2 separate regions of the Acanthopagrus latus genome follow, and region 2 is linked to region 1. The links are chromatin contacts, called in public Hi-C maps. All regions are on one chromosome and are shown on one strand. Each heading gives the region's core, a stretch centred on a gene start, on an enhancer-like site or on the middle of the called end of the contact. The rest is flanking DNA. Distances are from core to core; before and after follow the strand shown. Region 1 holds the start of eci2 (enoyl-CoA delta isomerase 2, mitochondrial). Region 2 holds the start of xylb (xylulose kinase).

Region 1 (5,261 bases), core at 726-3,225:
CTTTGACAGTCTTCTAACAATATTTGACACTGAAACATAGAAATTCAAATCCTACATTGTGCCTGACAGTCTGGACTCAGTACTCCTGAAGCAATTTACAGACTTTTCACTACAAAAATTAAACTTTAACATCCATCTCTCATTTGGTCAAAGAATGATGGCAGAAGCAGCAGAGATGATGTAGAAATTGTCATTTTGTGTGATCTGGCGCCCCCCACAGGTTCTGAGTGGAACACCGCTGTGGTAACAAATCCCAGGTTTGTCAACTACAGAGATTTAGCATCATTCAAAAGTAAGAAGTCACACTTCAGACAAAAATACAGCAGGAAGAGTGGAAACATAAGAGAGCTGCAGGAGAAACACTTCAGACTCAGACTGGATCACCTGGATCATGTCCCACCTGTTTGAAGAGAGCATAGATCTTCAGTTTGACCTCGTTGCCCGGGTCGTTCTTCAGTGTCGCCATTTTGCTCTTTGCCTGCTCAAACTGCTCCACCGTCGCACCTGAACACACACACACACACACACACACCAATATCACTTATAATCACCAGTATTGATCCTATCAACATGTAATGTTGCTAGAACATGACTGCACCTGATACTGTGAGTCATTTGATCAGCTAATAATTAAATTGCTAAGATCAAGTCGGAGCAGCAAACAACACTGAGAATCATTCTATCGATGAATCATTTAGTCTGTGACACTCAGCTCTGATCAGCTGTTTGCTGTGTTGTTATTAATTGTTATTGTTCTTCAGATCATCAGTAATCATCTATTTTTCTGTAGTCCTGTTGTCTGTTTTTGTTTGACTTTACATGTTCCTCATGTTTAAGTTGTTTTTCTGTCTTTGTTTCAGCTTGTTCCAGCTTGTCTGAACTGTACTGATCTGTATGAAACTGAGTGAAGTTTGTCTGGTATTCTCTTGAAAATGGTACAAAACATAGAAAAGCAGCATTTGATCACACTGAGGACACTTTGAAAACTGACTGAGTGATCACTGGACTTCATTTCTGTTAGTCAAATGATCCATTAATGGACTGATGAATTACAGATAGACCAGACACTCACCCATCATCGGAGACGCTGTGGTGTGAAACTTCAGACTGGGAACTGTGGAGCTTCTGACCAAACTGGTGACAAAGCAAACAAAATGCTTATTTGAGAAGCTTTCGTTGTTTTGAACATCAACTGACCTCTGAATAAATCTCCCACTCTGCTGTCTGTGGGCAGGATGAATAATGGCTGAATGGATGAATGATTAGAAACAACAAGGACACTCAGTGTGAATATCAGGTGATGTCAGTCCTCCACCTCTGAGCTCTGAATCTGGAGCAAAGGTCACAGCTAGCACGGCTAACTACTGCTGCTTTGTTATGCTAGCATAACCACTTAATTACATAACTAATAAGAGACATTTGTTCCATGAACTTCTACTAAAAGACAGTTTTACACACATTTACCTGTTAGTGAAGATAAACACCTGGAGCAGGACTGACTGATGCTAACTGTCTTGTTAGCTTGTTAGCATCATTCCTTGAGCTGTCAGATGTTTGCTACACTGCAAGCTAACAGCTAAAACATCGTTATGCAGGTGAAGACACAACAGTACTGACACGCACCGACTTCCCTTCTGAGACTGCTAACTTAGACAAGCTAACTATTAGCTGTGCAGCACTGTGACCCCTCTGTGCAGTTAAAGTTAGCCTGGCAGAGTCGAAACCGCCGCTAACACCTTCAAACCGCCGTGAAGTCCGCTGACAGCCACAGTTTCTGATTCTCACCTTCGTAGTTTGACTAAACGCCAGGGAGCGAACAGCTTCAGGGCGACGCCGGCCATTTAATCCCAGAGAAGGAGGTCCAAAGTTCGTGGGGACGAAGCGGGGCAGGGAAGAGTTAACTAGCTTTAGCCACAGCAGAGCTAACCAGCAGCTAGTATCTGTTTACTCCGCTTGCCCCGCCCACTCTGTCATCTCCTGCTCGCCTATTGGCTGAACACACACGTCTTGCAGTCTGATTTGTCGAATGGACGTCGTCTTCGAGTCAGCGGCGCGTCCCCCTTTGAGCCAATTGGAACGTACGCTCACGACTTAGACCCGCCTCTGTGCGTGTTGCGTGGCCAATCAGCGTTGAGCGTTTATTAATGATGCGCTGACTGAGGGTCGAGATGATGCAGGAGTTCTGCTGCTGTGTCCGCCGGGCCGGGTGATCCAGATGACACCATGCCGCTGCCAAAATCCCGGAAAATCGCCGTGCTGGGCTACAGGTCGGTGGGTAAGTGCTCGTCACGTTTATAGCCGGAAGAAAATAAGCGCAGTGCGTTGGATGACGCTGTGGCGAATGACAGCCTGAAGCCACGCCCCTACTATCAGTTCCTATAAAGCATGTTCTCCACGAACATCTGCCTGTCCGTCATCCCGTCGGTCCACAGGAGGCAGTGAACGCAACACGGAACCAGAGGACTCACTGTGCTCGTACCTCTGTGTTCTGACAGCTGCAGACAGATGTTCAGGTCCAACTTTGAACCATCCACACGAGATAATGAGATAAAGCTGACAGCCAATGAGAAGGCAGGGCAGGTGTGGTGCTGATGCTGCAGCATCATGGCTGGTCCAGGAGCTTCTGTGATTGGAGCACACTGTTACATGATGACCAGCTCCACCTGCACACACAGACTGACAGTGACAGTAGCTATTACTAATCATTTTATTATTGATAAGTATTGATCATGTTTGACCAATCAGAGCTCAGCGTCTGTGAGCTCTGTTCTCCTACTGGTCCCTGAACATGATGCTACGTTCACTAACACCATGCTATTTCCTGTGTGTGTGTGTGTGTGTGTGTGTGTGTGTGTGTCCAGGGAAGTCTTCTCTCACCATCCAGTTTGTGGAGGGACAGTTCGTGGACTCGTATGATCCGACGATAGAGAACAGTAAGTGAGGTGTGGTCACAGCGAGCTGAAGCCCCGCCCCCTTCCTGAAGAGAGACAGATGATGTATTGATCCTGTTTGACTTGTGTTATGATTAATGTGTGTGTGTGTTTGTGTGTGTGTGTGTCAGCGTTCACTAAGACGATGACGGTGAACGGTCAGGAATACAACCTGCAGCTGGTCGACACGGCCGGACAGGTGAGCTCTTTTTAGTTTCATGTGAGGACGGCGACAACAAACTACACCTGTTATTATTAGTGTTAAATGGTGTGTGTGTGTGTGTGTGTGTGTGTGTGTGTGTGTGTTGCAGGATGAGTACTCCATCTTCCCTCAGAGTTACACCATCGACGTGGACGGTTACATCCTCATCTACTCCGTCACGTCCTACAAAAGGTTGACGACTCTTTAATCTCTTTAATTTATATTCTTTCATTAATATTTACTCTGTTCACCTCCTTTATTGTTTTAAATTTAATTTATTCTTCAGCTTAATTAAACTCCCTCTAACTCTTTTTCTCCTCTGTTCTCACTTCCTATAGCAGTGAATCTGATGAGTCCTGTGATGATGAACGTGTTCTGGTTCTGGTTCTGTTCTCTCTTTCTTTCTTTCCCTTCTTCATTCTCTCTCTTCTTAACGAGCTCATTGATTGGGTGGTGATCGGCTCTCTGACCATATATGGTCACTGTGTGCTGTTGTTGTGTCTCTGTGTAGTTTTGAGGTGGTCAGAGTCATTCACGAGAAGCTGCTGGACATGGTGGGAAACGTCCAGTATGTGCACACACACACACACACACACACACACACACACACACACACACACACATTTACTAATAACTAATAACTCTCCTGTCGACTGAACTCTGAACTCTTCATTCACACTTCATCAATTCTGTGTTTTCTCTCCAGAGTTCCAATTATTTTAGCTGGGAACAAGAAAGACTTACACATGGAGAGGTGAGACACACACACACACACACACACACACACACACGAGAAGCAGGAAGTGATGTCAGAGTGTTGGATCATGGTCCTGACGCTCTGCTCTCTGCTGTGGTTGTGCAGAGTGATCAGCTTCGAGGAGGGGAAAGCTCTGGCCGAGTCGTGGAACGCTGCCTTCCTCGAGTCTTCAGCCAAAGAGAACCAGGTGAGGAACCAAGTGCTAAACCTGGAGAACACAGAGAGGAAAGATCGTTAATGACTGCAAACTAATGAAGTATAATCTATATTTTTAAATGTGATCGTTAAGGAGATAAAAGGTCCAGCAAATGTAATAAATCAGTCAAAAGTAAACAGTCAACACTAAAACATTCTTATTTATAGAATTAAATTGAAGTTTAAGAAGATGCAATTTACAGAAAATATCATTTAAAAGATAATTGTTAATTTAAGTTGAACCAACAGATGGACACACAGAAATATCACCTCCATGATATAGTTAAAAAATATCCACCATGACAGGCAGTAATAATAGTATTTCTCATGCTTTTGTTACACTCAACACTAAATTGACTGATTTTCAAATGGAGTCTGGTATGATGTTCTCTGACACTTAATCTAAGCAGAGGAATGTGGGTGTACTGCACAGTATTTTTAAAAGACTGTAAACGGATGTGACACAGTTGATGTATTGGGATACTCCCCTCTGCTGACCTGAGGTCACCTGACATCTGTACTCTCTGCTGCTATTGGTCAGCATCAGCAAACACAGAATCAGCAGATGTTTCATCTGGTGGTCGCTCACGCTGAGCAGAGGTGTCTGTCGGACATGTTGGTTCACCCCCAGGCACTCACTGATCTTCTTCCTCTGTGTGTTCAGACAGCGGTGGAGGTGTTCAGGAGGATGATCCTGGAGGTGGAGAAGATGGAGGCGGGTCAGCCTCAGGGTCGGACACCCTGCTCTATGATGTAGCTTCCACAAACTCGGCCCCGCCCCCCGACGACCCCGACAGCTCCATCACCGTCCACTGCAGCGACTGACAGCTCAGCAGGCAGGAGAGGCCGACCCTGAAGTCCACTCAGTGTTAGCATCCATGTTAGCCCTGACATGTTCTGTTAGCGTCAGGTCACACCAAACTCTGTACAAAAATGTGCAGATTTAATGATCAACTGTATATGGAAAGCTTTTAGCACACAAATCTGGGGTTTTCTCTCCATGAGACAAAGGAGCACTGGCAAAGCATCATGGGAGTTGTAGTTGTAGTTCCAAGAACATAAGCACTGTTTTTAATCAGATTCTCTGAATCTGAGTCTCCTGCCAGCTCAGAGCTGATGATTTCAAACTGAGAGCTGGAGGGACATTTAGACTTTTTACAACTTCCTACTCAATACT
Region 2 (5,261 bases), core at 1,579-4,078, 210 kb before region 1:
CTGATGGTGAGCTTTGACAGACTAGCTGTTTTTATATTGCTTCACACACGTCACATGTTTACGCCGGCTTTTGGAAAAGAAGGAATATTACACCCCCGTTTAAGAAAGACAGGACGGCACATTGCAGCCTTTACCTTGCTGCAGGTGTGCCACCTTTTCTATCTAAAAGGGGCTTCTGGTGTGTTATTGTGGATCAGGAGCGAGAGGAGCTGAAGCAGAGGGAGAGGAGGAAGAGGAGCAGGAGGATGGAGGTCATCTCCACCCTCACAGAGCTCGGATACTCCAGGAGAGACGCTGCCAGAGCGCTGCACCTCGCCGACGGAGACGTGGACAGAGCTTGCGCAGTCAGTACCTACCTGTCTGTCTGTCTACCTGTCTGTCTGTCTACCTGTCTGTCTCATCACCATCTTACAGTTGTTGTGTGTGTGGTCTTCAGATCCTGCTGGACTCCAGTCAGGCTGCTCTGCTGACCAACAACAACACAGAAGGTGTCAGTCCAGAGAAGGTGGAGCAGGTATGCACTCTACATGTTCATCTGTCTGTCTCAATGTCAGCAAACCTCACAACTTCTGACCAATCAGATCCCTGGAAACACTGAGTCTTCACTCCTACAGAAGCCTGACAGGGACAAACGGCTCACAGTGGAGCTCAGGAGCTTCTGACAAACATGATGGAGATGAAATCTGTTGTGACTTCACAACATCTAAACGTCTAAAACACATTCAGGTGTTTGTTTCAGGTTTCTGTCTCATTTGCATATTCAAACCTAGGAATGAGTAATGAGCTGGAGTTTCACCTTCTTCTCCTGAAGTGTCTGTTAATGTCGTCTTGTGTGTTGGATCCTCCCGTGTGTCATCATAATCACTAAGCTGATGGCTGTGCCCTCCTCTGCTCCAGCTGCTGTACCTGGGCTTTGAGCGGCAGGTGTCTGAAGCAGCGCTCAGACTGACGGGTGGAGACGTCCAGGTGGCCACTCAGCTGCTGCTGGACAACCAGGGCGTCCTGTCCCCGGAGCTCCTGTCAGTGTCCCCGCCCTCCACCTCTTCCTCCTCCTCCTCACCCTCACCCTCCTCTGAGGAGCCCAGCACCTCCTCCAACTCCACAGGTAGGGCCCTGACCTCTGCGGAGAAGGTGGGGAACGTTACACCAAACTCCATTCAAAAATCACAGGATTTAGAATTCAGGAAACACGTTCCTTATTTTGTTTTTCTGTGAAGCTCCAGAAGTGTATTGTGGACCACAGAACCGGCAGGCGGGACAGACAACAGAACCAGATGTAGATGAATCCGCCTCTGAAAATAGTCCCCAACAAAACTGTGTTTTCTTTAGTTTTTACGTCTTCAGTAGGAACCAATGAGCCACAGACAGGAAGTCAGACGGCATTAAGAGACGGACCAGAGAGTCATTTTGAGCCTGAAGATGAGATTTATTCATTAAAAACAATAAAGTAACAGCACACTGATGCTAGAAGTTATTTATTTTGGAGCGACTAATAATGAATCATTAACACTTGACTGATGTTTGTCGTCAGAGGACAACGAGCTGGTGAACGAGGTGCTGGAGGACATCTCCCGCCACGAGGAGGACTACCTGGACCTGACGCTGGAGGAGGAGAGCCAGCTCATCGCCGCCATGAAGACCTACCTGAACCGAGAGCCCACACACACCGTGTGACACACACACACACACACACTTTAACCCATTTAAAACAGCAATAACCTTGATTTTGTTTTTTGATTTTTTATTTCAAAGACTGTAACAGTGAAGTGCCAAAGCTGAGACGACACATGCAGACGTGACGCCTCGTCCTCGTCACCAGGTCTCCGTGTCGTCCATCCTATAAATCTGTTTCTGAGTTTTGTTGTCAAGACAAATGTTCAGTTGACATTTGAAACTGGAGCAGAAGAAGAAGCGGCTGCTTGTTATTATTTCTAGTTTCCTCCATGAAATCCTGAGTTCAGAGGTGAAAGCACAGGAAGTGTCGATGTTGAAGAGCTGCTGCTCTCTTTGTGTTCGCTGACTGTGGCCACTTTAATTTAATGTCATGTTGATGTTGAGTTAATAAAGAAACTGAAGGTTTGTTTGACTTCATCTGTCTGTTGAAGCATCACTGACAGTCTGTACTCCACTCCAACTACTGTACTGTGTAATCCATTACTTCAGCTTCAGTTCCTGTTCACACAACAAGTTACAGCATGAAGAGTTTATTAAATAAATGATGTTTGTATGAAGGAACCAGCAGTGTTTGTCTGCTAACACGTGCTGTGAAGTGTGTGGAGCTCCTGACACACGACTGTCAGAATGAAGACTGCAGTGGAAACATGTCGCTCAAACTGAAGATCACCTGCACAAAATCAAACTGTTCGACTTGTTCTCTGAATGATAAAAAGAACAATCAGGAGACAAAAACTCATCTTCATGTGAACATGCAATCTGTGTGAATACAGAATATTTAGATGTTTTCTCATAATATGTTTTTTTTATGATTAATATTTTATTGGGATTTTTGAATATCCCACATTACAAGTACACATGTGGAAATTGTTGGTTACGAAGCAATATTGAGGCTTAAGTACAGAAAGTAAACAAATAACTATGTTAAACAATGCATACACACCAGGAGAAGGAAGAAAACAACAACAGTGCCAAAACAAAACAAAAAACAGGAGAGTACAACAGCAATAAAGTCAAATAAATAAGTAATATTACGTTTTTAATATTAAATTAGAATTTAACAGATGATATAAATCACAGATAAACTCTGTGTTCATGTTGATCTACAGGAAGGAGGGGTACTGTCTCTTTAAATATTTAACTCCTCCTCCTCCGCGTGTGTGTGTGTGTGTGTGTGTGTGTGATGATGGCCGCTCTCTCTCCTTTGCACCTTGGTTTTGACTTCAGCACTCAGCAGGTAAAACTCTTTATTTAATTCACCCGCACGTCGCACGCGGCCACGCGCTCCACGTACGTGGCCGCGTGCGACGTGCGGCAGGTGAGCTGCGGAAGGATCGTGTTCGAGTCGTGAGTGTTGCGGTTCTGATGGACTCTGAGCCGAAACACTGAGCTGAGAGTGTGATGATGAAAGTACGTGGTCTCACTGAGGCTTTGACTGTTACTGTACACACTCTGTACTCAGTGTGAGTACAAGTACACGCTGCACAGAGTAAAAGTACTGTGAGTACAGACAGCAGCAGCAGGCTGTACTGTGAACTGTGACTCCTGATACTACGCCTGTGTACTGTGACCTGCTCTGCAGCTGAAGGTGGTGGCGATCGATGGAGGACTGAACGTGGTTCATCAGAACAATGTGCAGTTTGACCCGGAGCTGCCGGAGTTCAGGTACCAGATCACTACTGTGTATAACTACTGTGTATAACTACTGTGTATAACTACTGTGTACTACTACTGTGTACTACTACTGTGTATAACTACTGTGTACTACTACTGTGTACTACTACTGTGTATAACTACTGTGTACTACTACTGTGTACTACTACTGTGTATAACTACTAGTTCTTGTACGTGATGTCGGAGCAGATTAGACAAAGTTTTGGTTACAGAACTTTTATTAAATCAGTTTGTGTTTTGTGTTTTATTTTGAAGTAACGTTGTATTTGTGCAGTTTCTATGTTTTATTTTGGTAGAACAGTTTGTTGTTTGTCTGTCAGATGAAATGTTAAAGTTTGATAATGGATCACAGAGACTGAGTGGTGTTTCAGTCTGTTCTGTCTGTGTGTCAGGACTCAGGGAGGAGTTCACCTGCACGCTGACAGACTGACCGTCACCTCACCTGTACTGATGTGGGTGAAGGTAGGACACACACACACACACACACACACACACACACACAGTCATGATGATTCAGGTGTTTTCTGTCCTCAGTTAAAGTTTTAACTCATCAGGTGACCTCTGACCTTTGACCTCTGACTAATCACATTTTTCTGTGTTTGTGTCCTTGAGCTGCGCTCTGATTGGTTGTTGTGTCTTTGTGTCCGTCATCAGGCTCTGGACCTGCTGTTGGACAAGGTGAAGAGGGCGGGGCTCGACTTCTCCCGTGTCAGATCATTGTCAGGCAGCGGTCAGGTGAGACCAGAGCCAGGTGTGGTCCGGGCCGGCCCACAGCGCTCTGTGGACAGTCTGGAGAACCACACTAGAGCTCAGGCCTGTCCAAACTGAACCCTGTTTGTATTTTTAGCATTCTGTATCAGGTTCCACTAAAACGTGTAAAAAAGTGAATGGAGTTTGGTTGAAAGATGTTTCTAAAACTGTGAGCAGGCCCACATCAAGCCAGTTTACCACAGAACAAACTTTATATGACATCTTCATCTTTTTTGTACAAACTAAATCATGTTGGTATTCTTAACATTGTAAAATTATGTTATCAGGTTCCACTAAAACGTGTAGAAAAGTGAATGGAGTTTGGTGGGAAGATGTTTCCTCACAACGTCTGTTTGTCTCTCAGCAACATGGCAGCGTGTACTGGAGAACAGGAGCGTCTGAGACCCTGGCACGGCTCGACCCGGGCCAGAACCTGTACCAGCTGCTGCAGGTGTGTGTATCCACGGTGACGAGACATGTGTGGTTACCTGTGATCTGCACCTGCTCATGTGTGTGTGTGTTAACAGGACAGTTTCTCAGTGCTGGACTCACCTGTGTGGATGGACTCCAGCAGCAGACAGCAGTGTCAGGACCTGCAGGCAGCAGCAGGAGGAGCTCAGAAGCTGGCAGAGATCACCGGGTCCAGAGCCTATGAGGTCATACTGTCCCCCTGCCTGTCTGTCTGACATGCATCTCATGGAAAGATGCACGTTTCTATAAATCTGAGATCCTGATGAACTCCTGTTGACTCTGAACTGGATTTATCGTGTCTGTCTGCAGCGTTTCACAGGAAACCAGATCGCCAAAGTGCGACAGACGCGCCCGCAGGACTACCAGGACACCGAGGTCAGCCTCCCGCTTCTGTACTTTAATCATGACATCACTGAAGACTCATGTTTCATAAACTGTGTTTTCAGAGGATCTCATTGGTCAGCAGCTTCGCCGCCTCTCTCTTCCTCGGTGACTACGCTGCCATCGACTACAGTGATGGTACAGAACCAGTTATAACGGACCTCTGTGTATGAACTGACCCATTGTTCCTTCACCTGCTGACTTGATGCGTTCACTGACTCCTGACACGATGCGTTCACTGACTCCTGACATGATTTGTTCACTGACTGCAGGTTCAGGGATGAATCTGTTGGACATCAGAACCAGAAACT

Evidence for each region. Hi-C and Micro-C count contacts between places; a contact is called where the count stands out from the background.
Region 2: a contact with region 1 is called in a Hi-C map of liver, with 1.9 times the contacts expected there. The contact joins the promoter of xylb here to the promoter of eci2 in region 1. A contact is called at or near these places in 2 of 4 Hi-C or Micro-C datasets (liver and muscle).

Annotation. Positions count from the first base shown.
Region 1 is chr19:24,150,504-24,155,764 of fAcaLat1.1, reverse strand. It overlaps eci2 (enoyl-CoA delta isomerase 2, mitochondrial), which reads right to left and starts at 1,975. Exons shown (of 12, transcript XR_005071443.1): 1 at 1,786-1,975; 2 at 1,073-1,134; 3 at 401-504. It overlaps rheb (GTP-binding protein Rheb), which reads left to right and starts at 2,064. Exons shown (of 8, transcript XM_037078904.1): 1 at 2,064-2,267; 2 at 2,862-2,933; 3 at 3,062-3,129; 4 at 3,242-3,324; 5 at 3,644-3,700; 6 at 3,839-3,886; 7 at 3,995-4,076; 8 at 4,749-5,261. The coding sequence starts at 2,216. The coding sequence ends at 4,841.
Region 2 is chr19:24,360,292-24,365,552 of fAcaLat1.1, reverse strand. It overlaps xylb (xylulose kinase), which reads left to right and starts at 2,828. Exons shown (of 19, transcript XM_037079740.1): 1 at 2,828-2,911; 2 at 3,257-3,339; 3 at 3,741-3,810; 4 at 4,003-4,083; 5 at 4,463-4,549; 6 at 4,626-4,754; 7 at 4,879-4,944; 8 at 5,016-5,088; 9 at 5,223-5,261. The coding sequence starts at 2,858. nub1 (NEDD8 ultimate buster 1) reads left to right here. Exons shown (of 15, transcript XM_037078876.1): 12 at 198-344; 13 at 437-514; 14 at 898-1,105; 15 at 1,532-2,091. The coding sequence ends at 1,674.